Linked DNA regions of Gossypium hirsutum: regions 1 and 3 are each linked to region 2. Evidence: chromatin contacts called from public Hi-C data. All regions are on one chromosome and are shown on one strand. The core of a region is the stretch at or near the end of the contact, and the rest is flanking DNA. Distances in the headings are between cores, read along the strand shown. Region 1 holds the start of LOC121214636 (protein PHOSPHATE-INDUCED 1). Region 2 holds the start of LOC107910583 (protein DOWNSTREAM OF FLC). Region 3 holds the start of LOC107910232 (probable enoyl-CoA hydratase 1, peroxisomal).

Region 1 (2,700 bases), core at 10-2,509, 440 kb after region 2:
ATTAAGCCAATCAAATCCTGTTTCACTTGGCTGTCAACTCAAGGTGATGGATGAGTAATTAAAAGTTAAAAACCACTGTTGATAAGCTTGGTTTGAAAAAGGAATCTTTATGTCCCCATACAGCTTTGCTTGAAATGGCCGGTGGACAGCTAAAAGTGCAATGTATTGTCCACATCATGGATCCCATCCTTTGTGATTTAGCGAGTGGCTCACCATACAATCATAACACACAATCATGTCCAATGCCATCAATTACATTAAAAAGATAAATCTGAAAGCCACCTCCCCCAAGATGCTGGATTTCCAAAGTCTTGTGCCGCTAAAGTGAGCTCAAAAACACGTGAAAGTAGTTGAGGAGCATTTGGCATTAATATTTTTCTGTCATCCATAGGGTAATCTTGGGCATACTTCTATGTAAACAGCAGGATCATTTATTACAGCTGTAACATATTTGTTGAATGTTGAATTTGTTCAAACTTTTAAACATAAAAGAACAATATACAGCTAAACAAAACACCAGACAAAGTGATCAACAAGCGGACATGAAAATTTAGTCAAAGATTTCATGTAGTTTGATGATCAACAACATGGTTTGTTATATTGGATTATGGATTCTCAAGGATTCATGGTGGATGGAAACGTTGAATGGCAAGGCAGTAGAAATTTATTACTTTCTACCATTTTAAAATTTGTATTAATTAGCAAAATCCCCATCAGACAGTAATTGAGTATTTCGGGAGTCGTAGACAATATTTTTTATATGGCAGTTGGATAGTAAAATCACGTGATCAAAGGAATTTGCTTTAACAAATTTGAAAGATGCCTGCCTCGTGATTATTATTATTTTGGATAAATGTTTAATTAAAGCTCGTATATTTAGATCTTTTTTGAAATAAACTGAATGAACCATTAAGCAAAATAGGTAATAATCAATCTTTTTTGTAATTAAAAACCAAAGGCAACGTTCACCTGCAAATTGGGTTTACATAAACAGAGTTCTGGAAAATAGTGGAGAAAGTCTTGGGTTGGCTGGCTCTATCTAACCACCAGCTGTAACTCGGCTCAGGCTAGCTTGATCCAGCTAAGCCTAACTAATACTACTACTTCACGAGCCCTTTGTGCCTCCCTTTAAGAGCCGCAAGCGCGTATTCTCACGTGCCTATATCCCACTCTCGGAATTCCAGCTGGATCACTTCCAGCCTGTCCTGTTTACCCCTTGTGTTAATACAAATTACTGCATTTGTCTGTTACTCTGAAGGTTCCTTAATTCACCTATTCCAAATCCCTTTTTCTTAACAAATTAAATAACCTCAATAAATGAACACTGTTTTGCTGGTCTTTATATATACCCTTTTCCACCCTTCTATTCCCACAACTCAAAGCGCCAACCTTTCTCAGCTTAACAACAACAACAAAAAAATGGCTTCTTTCATCACTCCAACCATCTTAAAAATATTCCTTATCATCTCTTTGTTTCAAATCTGTTTGGGTGTACGAAAGCTGAGTGAAGTGGTTGAGGAGCAGCCTCAGCTCTTGAAATACCACAACGGTCCTCTCCTTTCAGGCCCAATCACCGTCAATCTCATTTGGTACGGCAAGTTCAAGCCTTCCGAGAGGGCTATTATCTCTGATTTTGTCACCTCCCTCTCTTCTAACCCTTCTTCACCCTCTCTAAAAGCCCAACCCACGGTGGCTCAGTGGTGGCGGACCACCGAGAAATACTACCATCTCGCCTCTAAGAAATCGTCTCTTTCCTTGTCTTTGGGGAAGCAGATCCTTGATGAACACTATTCGCTTGGCAAGTCTCTCAAGAAGAAACAAATTGTTGAGTTGGCCTCAAAGGGTGACCAAAAGTATGCTATTAATGTTGTTTTAACAGCATCTGATGTTGCTGTCGAAGGGTTTTGTATGAGCCGATGTGGGACTCATGGGTCTGCCTTGAGCTCCACCAAGGGTAAAAGGTCTTCCAAATTTGCTTACATTTGGGTTGGGAATGCCCAAACCCAGTGCCCTGGTCAATGTGCCTGGCCATTCCACCAACCTATCTATGGACCACAGTCCCCACCTTTGATTGCACCAAACAACAATGTGGGTGTTGATGGCATGGTCATCAACTTGGCTAGCCTCTTTGCGGGGACTGTTACCAACCCTTTTGGAAATGGTTACTACCAGGGCCCAGCTGAGGCGCCATTGGAAGCTTCATCAGCATGTCCTGGAATATATGGCAAAGGGGCTTATCCAGGCCATGCTGGAAACCTACTTGTAGACCCTTCAACTGGTGCTAGCTACAATGCTCATGGTGAGAATGGAAGGAAATACTTGCTTCCTGCTTTGTATGATCCTGCTACATCATCTTGCTCAACCTTGGTCTGAGAGTGGCCACAACAACCTTAACCATTCTTTTATTTGTTAATTTATTAATAACATCAGCAAACTCTTTGGTTTGCTTTTTTGCTTTTAATATCCATTTCTTATTTGCTTTTTATTGAATTATCTCTTACAAACATTCTTTATAATAAATGATGAATATGGAAGTGAAAATTGCTGAGAATACATGTAACCAGAACATAGGATGTCAGAGACATTCATTAGTGTTCTTTATTTTTTAAAACAACAATTCAAATTTAATTATTAGATAAACATTATATGAATTAATTCAATTTTAAATATTTAATATAAATTTTACTTTTCAAAGATAAA
Region 2 (2,700 bases), core at 91-2,590:
ATAACATTTATTGCCTCATTTATAACCTCAGCCCAAATATGCTACTGTAGCAAAAGCGCGTCCACGAGGGCACGATTTCATAAATTCTTCTGATAAAGCATCCTGCTTGAAGCGTTTTTTATACTATTTTCTCAGAAACGTCAACTCGAAATTATTTTTTTAGGACTTACTATAGCAAAAGCGCGTCCATGTGAGCGCGATTTCAGAAATTTTTTTGATAAAGTATCCTGCTTGAAGTGTTTTTTATACTATTTACTCAGAAACGTCAACTCGAAATTATTTTTTCAGGACCTACTGTAGCAAAAGCGCGTCCACGTGGGCGCGATTTCAGAATTTTTTTTGTTAAAAACCTTAAACCTTAAAAACCCAAAACCTAACATGGGAGAAACGACAAAAACACGTCCCTAGGGGCGCGCTACGTGGCAACAAAACGCGTCCACGTCAGCGTGCTTTACCTACGTTGCAACAAATCGCGTCCTTGTAAGCGCGCTTTGTGTCCATGTAAGCAAAGCGCGCCCCTAGGGACGCGTTTTGTTGACACGTCCCCTGACATCGCGTTGATGGGGACGCGTTTTCTGGAAAAATGACCCATTCCAATAAATAATAAAATACAGGGCCTATCTCGATAAATTTAAAAAAAAAAGGGGATTTTTTTAGTATTTTGCCCAATCTAAACATTTCAATTTGGAGTTGAAAAATTTTCAAATTCAATTTAATCTCGAATTAAATGTTAATTTGAAACTTTGAGAAGTTGGGTTTCTTTTTAATTATCAGCTGCAATTGAAATTGGAGCTTAGGAATATTGAATTTTAAACTTATTTGGGTCTTATTTTCTAATGTTTTGAGACATTTTCCATTTACTTTTTATTTAGGTTTCCATAACTATATATTTAATAAAAAATTCAGAAAATTACATTTCAATCAAATTAGTGAATTCTCCATCTATAATTAGTGAAGTCTTTATTTAAGCATGTTGAAACAAGTTTATTACGAAAAGGTTTAGTTATTATATGATGAAATTGAAAAACTGAAATATTGTGTGACCGCTTTCTCTATTTTTATTTATTTAATTAATAATTAATTATAGGATTCATGTGATGCGGCACCGTTCCCGCTTTGCTTGCTCTGCCTACCTTCTCAAACAGCCCCCCATGTGACCACCGACAACTGCCAGCTGCAATCAATTAGGACCCGTGTTCTATCCTATACGCTCCCTCTCTCCACTCTGCCCTTCAACTTGCCACTAATAACTCGCCACGTCATCAAACTATCACTCCCATGTACCAAAACAGCCTTGTTTTCCCATCAAAATTACCAAATCAACACCACCGTTTTGACGTGGCATCCCAACCAGTAGCTCATACAGCTTATCCACCACACACGAATATACTCCTCAACGCGGCTAAGCCAGTTTTCATTATTATTCTTATTCAATTTTCACTTTTATTTAATTTCCTTATCTTTACTCCCACTTTATCATCATCACTGTCTCTTTAGCCTTTACCCTTTGTTTCGTTGATTTGTTTCTAAGGATTTAATCTCCAAACCTTCTTCCCATTTCTTCATTACATTGTTCAAGAAAAAAGAAGCAAAAAAACATGGCCAAAGTTCTGTTGTTCATTGCACTATGTGTGCTTCCAGCTTTGGTTAGTGCTACACGCATTCTGAATAATCAATTGGTGGTAGAAGGCTATGTGTACTGTGATACTTGCCGTGCTGGTTTTGAAACCCCTAAGACTAGAAGCCTAGCTGGTACTTTCCATTTCTAACATACTTTGATCTTAATCTATGTTTTACTATGTTGGCTTTTGTGTATTATGTTGGTGACATTGTTAGATCTGGTGTTTAAGGTTTTAAAGTGGTAGATCTGTGAAGTAGTTTGTAGGTTTTGATGTTACATTGAGTTAAAGTGAATGATAGGGTGTCTAAACATAAAATAATGGGAACAACCATGACATGTTGAACTGGAGGTCAAAATCAGTAGGCGGTTCAAAGATGCAAATTTTAATAGAAATGGGGAAACTTTAAGGTTTAAGATGATAATTTTGCTCATAGATTTATAAACCCAAAAATGTTGGTTCTTGGACATGGAACAGGATGTTGTGTATTGTTTAATGGCTGTCTTGCCTGGATCTTTCGTTCCCCTTGTCTGATCTATGTGATGTTTAATATCGGTACTTTGTCGTATTTGGTTCTGAATCTTGGTATACTGATATCATGTGCTTTGTAGATGCCATGGTTAGGTTGGTATGCTCCGACAGGAAGAGCGGCCAAGTTGTCTTCAAAAAGGAGGGATACACCGACAAAACCGGAAAATACCAGATTCGTGTATCCGAGGATCACTTGGATCAGATCTGTGATGCAGTTCTTGTGAAGAGCTCCCAGCTTGGTTGTGCCACAATGTCCCCCGGTCGTGAACGTGCCCGTGTTATCTTGACCAACTTCAATGGCATTTCATCCACCACCCGTTATGCCAATGCCATGGGCTTCATGGTTGACGAGCCTGAAGCAGGCTGTGCTGAGATGATGAAGATGTATCAGGAGGATGAGGAGGATGTCTAGTGTGTTGGTTTGGATTTATTTGCATATGAAATATGATGTTGTCTGCTATTTGTTATGTGAATTGCTCCGTTATTTCTACGTTTAGAGGACTTCTATAACTTATTTTTCTTACAAATTCTATTACCAATTATATAAACC
Region 3 (2,700 bases), core at 64-2,563, 260 kb after region 2:
ATGGAACTTTTCAGCAGATTACCAAACATACCATTAACCGTGCGAAGACGACCGTTAGCAGGGCTAAGATACCATGTAAAGACACATGGAATACAATCTTTTTCACTTTCTTTTATTCTTGTATTGCATAGCTTTGATTACTTTCTTTTCATTATGTAGCAGCAATTTCCAAGTTCTTTTAGATAAATAAAACCATGCTTATCCAAGAAAAGATACACATAAGCTTAATGAATACCTTTTCTATGGCAAGACCCTGGCGAAGATCCAATTTGTACCCATCATTGATCACAGACTTGTACCTGAGAACCAAGTCTTGACTGTTCTTCATAATTGCTCCTGCAAGTTGTCGAGCTTTATTCAACACTTCATTTTGGTCAACAACATAATTGACAAACCCCAATTTCTCAGCTTCCTCTGCTGACAAAGGCATGGCTGCCAACGACACTTCGCGAGCCTTGTTTGGTCCTATGAAGCGTGCAAGCTTCTGGGATAAACCCCATGAAGGAAATATCCCAAATCTACAATCATTTTTTGAAAACAACACTAAATCAACACATGAGACAATCAAAGCCTTCGACTTGTTTATCTTCAGCAATTGTTACCTGGCGTGAGTATCAACGAAAGTGGCTCCCTTAGCAGCGACCAGCATGTCACAAGCGAGGGCGATCTCGAAGCCGGCAGTAATAGCAACGCCGTTGATAGCTCCGATGATGGGTTTGGGGCATTGCTCCATCTGAACAACCGGATCCGTCTCCGGGTCCTTAACGTCACCCTTGAAAACATCTTGTGCAGCCGTCAAATCCACGCCTGAACAGAAAGCCCGTCCAGCTCCAGACAAGATGATGACCCGCACCGAGTTGTCCTTCGCAAGAGCCTTGAAAGCCTTGGCCAAGTCCACCATCATGGGTCGGGTCAAGGAGTTGAGAGATTTGGGTCGATTGATGGTAACAATAGCGATCCCATCAGGTTCACGGGTCACAACGATCAGCTTGTCAGACGAGGAACCCTCCATTTTTACAGGAAAAGGAAAGAAAGGGAAAGATTCAAAAGAGAAGATGAATAAATTTTATTGCAATTTTGGAAATGGTTATATAAAAAAAATATTTTCAACATGGATCTGGTTTTGGTAAATGGGTTTCGTCATCATCGTTGATCGCGTGTAGATAATGCCTTGAATTGCGTGTCTGATTACGGCGACGGGAAAGCGGATAAGAACATAAGAAAACAAAAAAATCCCACTCCCTACTGTTTATTTCATTTAAGGGTAAACTAACTCAATCGTAGATCTATTCGAGTGCCAACTCACTTGTCTAAGCCCAGAGATCTACTTAAAATATAAAAGAATTTAAATAAAAAATATTTATTTAGGTTAAGTCTTAGATAAAAAATTTTAATTTGGATACGGCCTGATCAGAAGATGTTATATTAGGGCAAATGACTAAATTTTTTTTTTAAAAATTACTGAAATAGACCAATTATTTAATTTATTGGAATAGTCCATTTTTCGTGAAATCGCGTCCACGTCAGCGCGATGTTAGGGTACGCGCCAGGAAATCGCGTTCATGTCAGTGTGATTTGCTTACGTGGACACAAATCGCGCCCTAGGGCGCGATTTGTTGATGTGGATGAACAGTTTCTCATTTTTAGCTTGAAAAATTTTGAAAGGCCATAACTTTTCGCTCGGTTGTCCGATTAAGACGAATTTTTTTTATTTCGAATAACTTTTTGAGATCTACATGCTGAAAAACTGCCGAAGGTTGTTTGCCACACTTTTCATCGAAAAAGATCCCTTTTGCCCCTAAATTTTGATTTTTTCGGTTTAAAATTAAATTTCGAAACATTCAAATCATTATTTGTAGTGTGTGTATATGTTAATAGTTACGTACAGAAAAGTCAACTGAATATAATTTTATATTAAATTCATTTAAGTTCTTCTCAAACGACCAATGATTCTAATTGTCTTAATTATATGAGTTACCGATGCCTTTGCCTAAGCATCGATGAGCTAACATTTTATATAAGTTATTTCTAATTGTAATTAGCACTTTCTATCATTATGCAGGTTACTTTTCCTAACTTGGAGAAAATCACAATCTGCCATTTGAGGAACGCAAAGAGGATATGGCACAGCAAATTTCATAAGAATTCCTTTTCTATGTTAAAAGAGTTGACTGTTGAGGAATGTGATGTGCCATTTGAATATTTTTTTGTACTTGTTGCTATTGATTTAAAAAAGATTCAAAATTGTTAACAACAAGATTCGAACCAAGGTATTAAAGGAAAAGAGCAAGCATCTTAACCAACTAAACTAAACTAATTAATTGATATATTATAAAAATACTGTTATTATCTTAATTATATTACTTACGTTCTAACGATTTATCGGACCTATTCCATACACGTGTCAAATCAGAAGAAATAATACAACAATTCTGTAAAAAAATCCGGTGTTTACTTCAAATAAATAAGGAAAATAATGATTTGAATGTTTTAAAATTTAATTTTAAACCGAAAAAATTAAAATTTAGGGGCAAAAAGGGATCTTTTTCGATGAAAAGTGTGGCAAACCGCCTTCGGCTGTTTGTCAGCGCGTAGATCTCGAAAAGTTATTTGAAATAAAAAAAGTTCGTCTCAATCGGACAACCGAGCGAAAAGTTATGGCCTTTCAAAGTTTTTCAAGCTAAAAATGAGAAATTGTTC

Evidence for each region. A called contact is a pair of places that touch in the nucleus more often than the background predicts.
Region 1: a Hi-C map of leaf shows a contact between it and region 2, with 1.7 times the contacts expected there. The contact joins the promoter of LOC121214636 here to the promoter of LOC107910583 in region 2. A contact is called at or near these places in 2 of 34 Hi-C or Micro-C datasets (callus and leaf).
Region 3: a Hi-C map of leaf shows a contact between it and region 2, with 2.1 times the contacts expected there. The contact joins the promoter of LOC107910232 here to the promoter of LOC107910583 in region 2. A contact is called at or near these places in 13 of 34 Hi-C or Micro-C datasets (anther, callus, fibers and 4 more).

The regions. Positions count from the first base shown.
Region 1 is chrD02:14,658,259-14,660,958 of Gossypium_hirsutum_v2.1, forward strand. LOC121214636 (protein PHOSPHATE-INDUCED 1) reads left to right here and starts at 1,260. Exons shown (of 1, transcript XM_041088481.1): 1 at 1,260-2,461. The coding sequence starts at 1,318. The coding sequence ends at 2,373.
Region 2 is chrD02:14,220,078-14,222,777 of Gossypium_hirsutum_v2.1, forward strand. It overlaps LOC107910583 (protein DOWNSTREAM OF FLC), which reads left to right and starts at 1,341. Exons shown (of 2, transcript XM_016838462.2): 1 at 1,341-1,752; 2 at 2,231-2,700. The coding sequence starts at 1,599. The coding sequence ends at 2,562. LOC107910582 (probable beta-D-xylosidase 7) reads right to left here. Exons shown (of 5, transcript XM_016838461.2): 5 at 2,277-2,700.
Region 3 is chrD02:14,483,522-14,486,221 of Gossypium_hirsutum_v2.1, forward strand. It overlaps LOC107910232 (probable enoyl-CoA hydratase 1, peroxisomal), which reads right to left and starts at 1,314. Exons shown (of 3, transcript XM_016838016.2): 1 at 603-1,314; 2 at 236-518. The coding sequence starts at 1,012.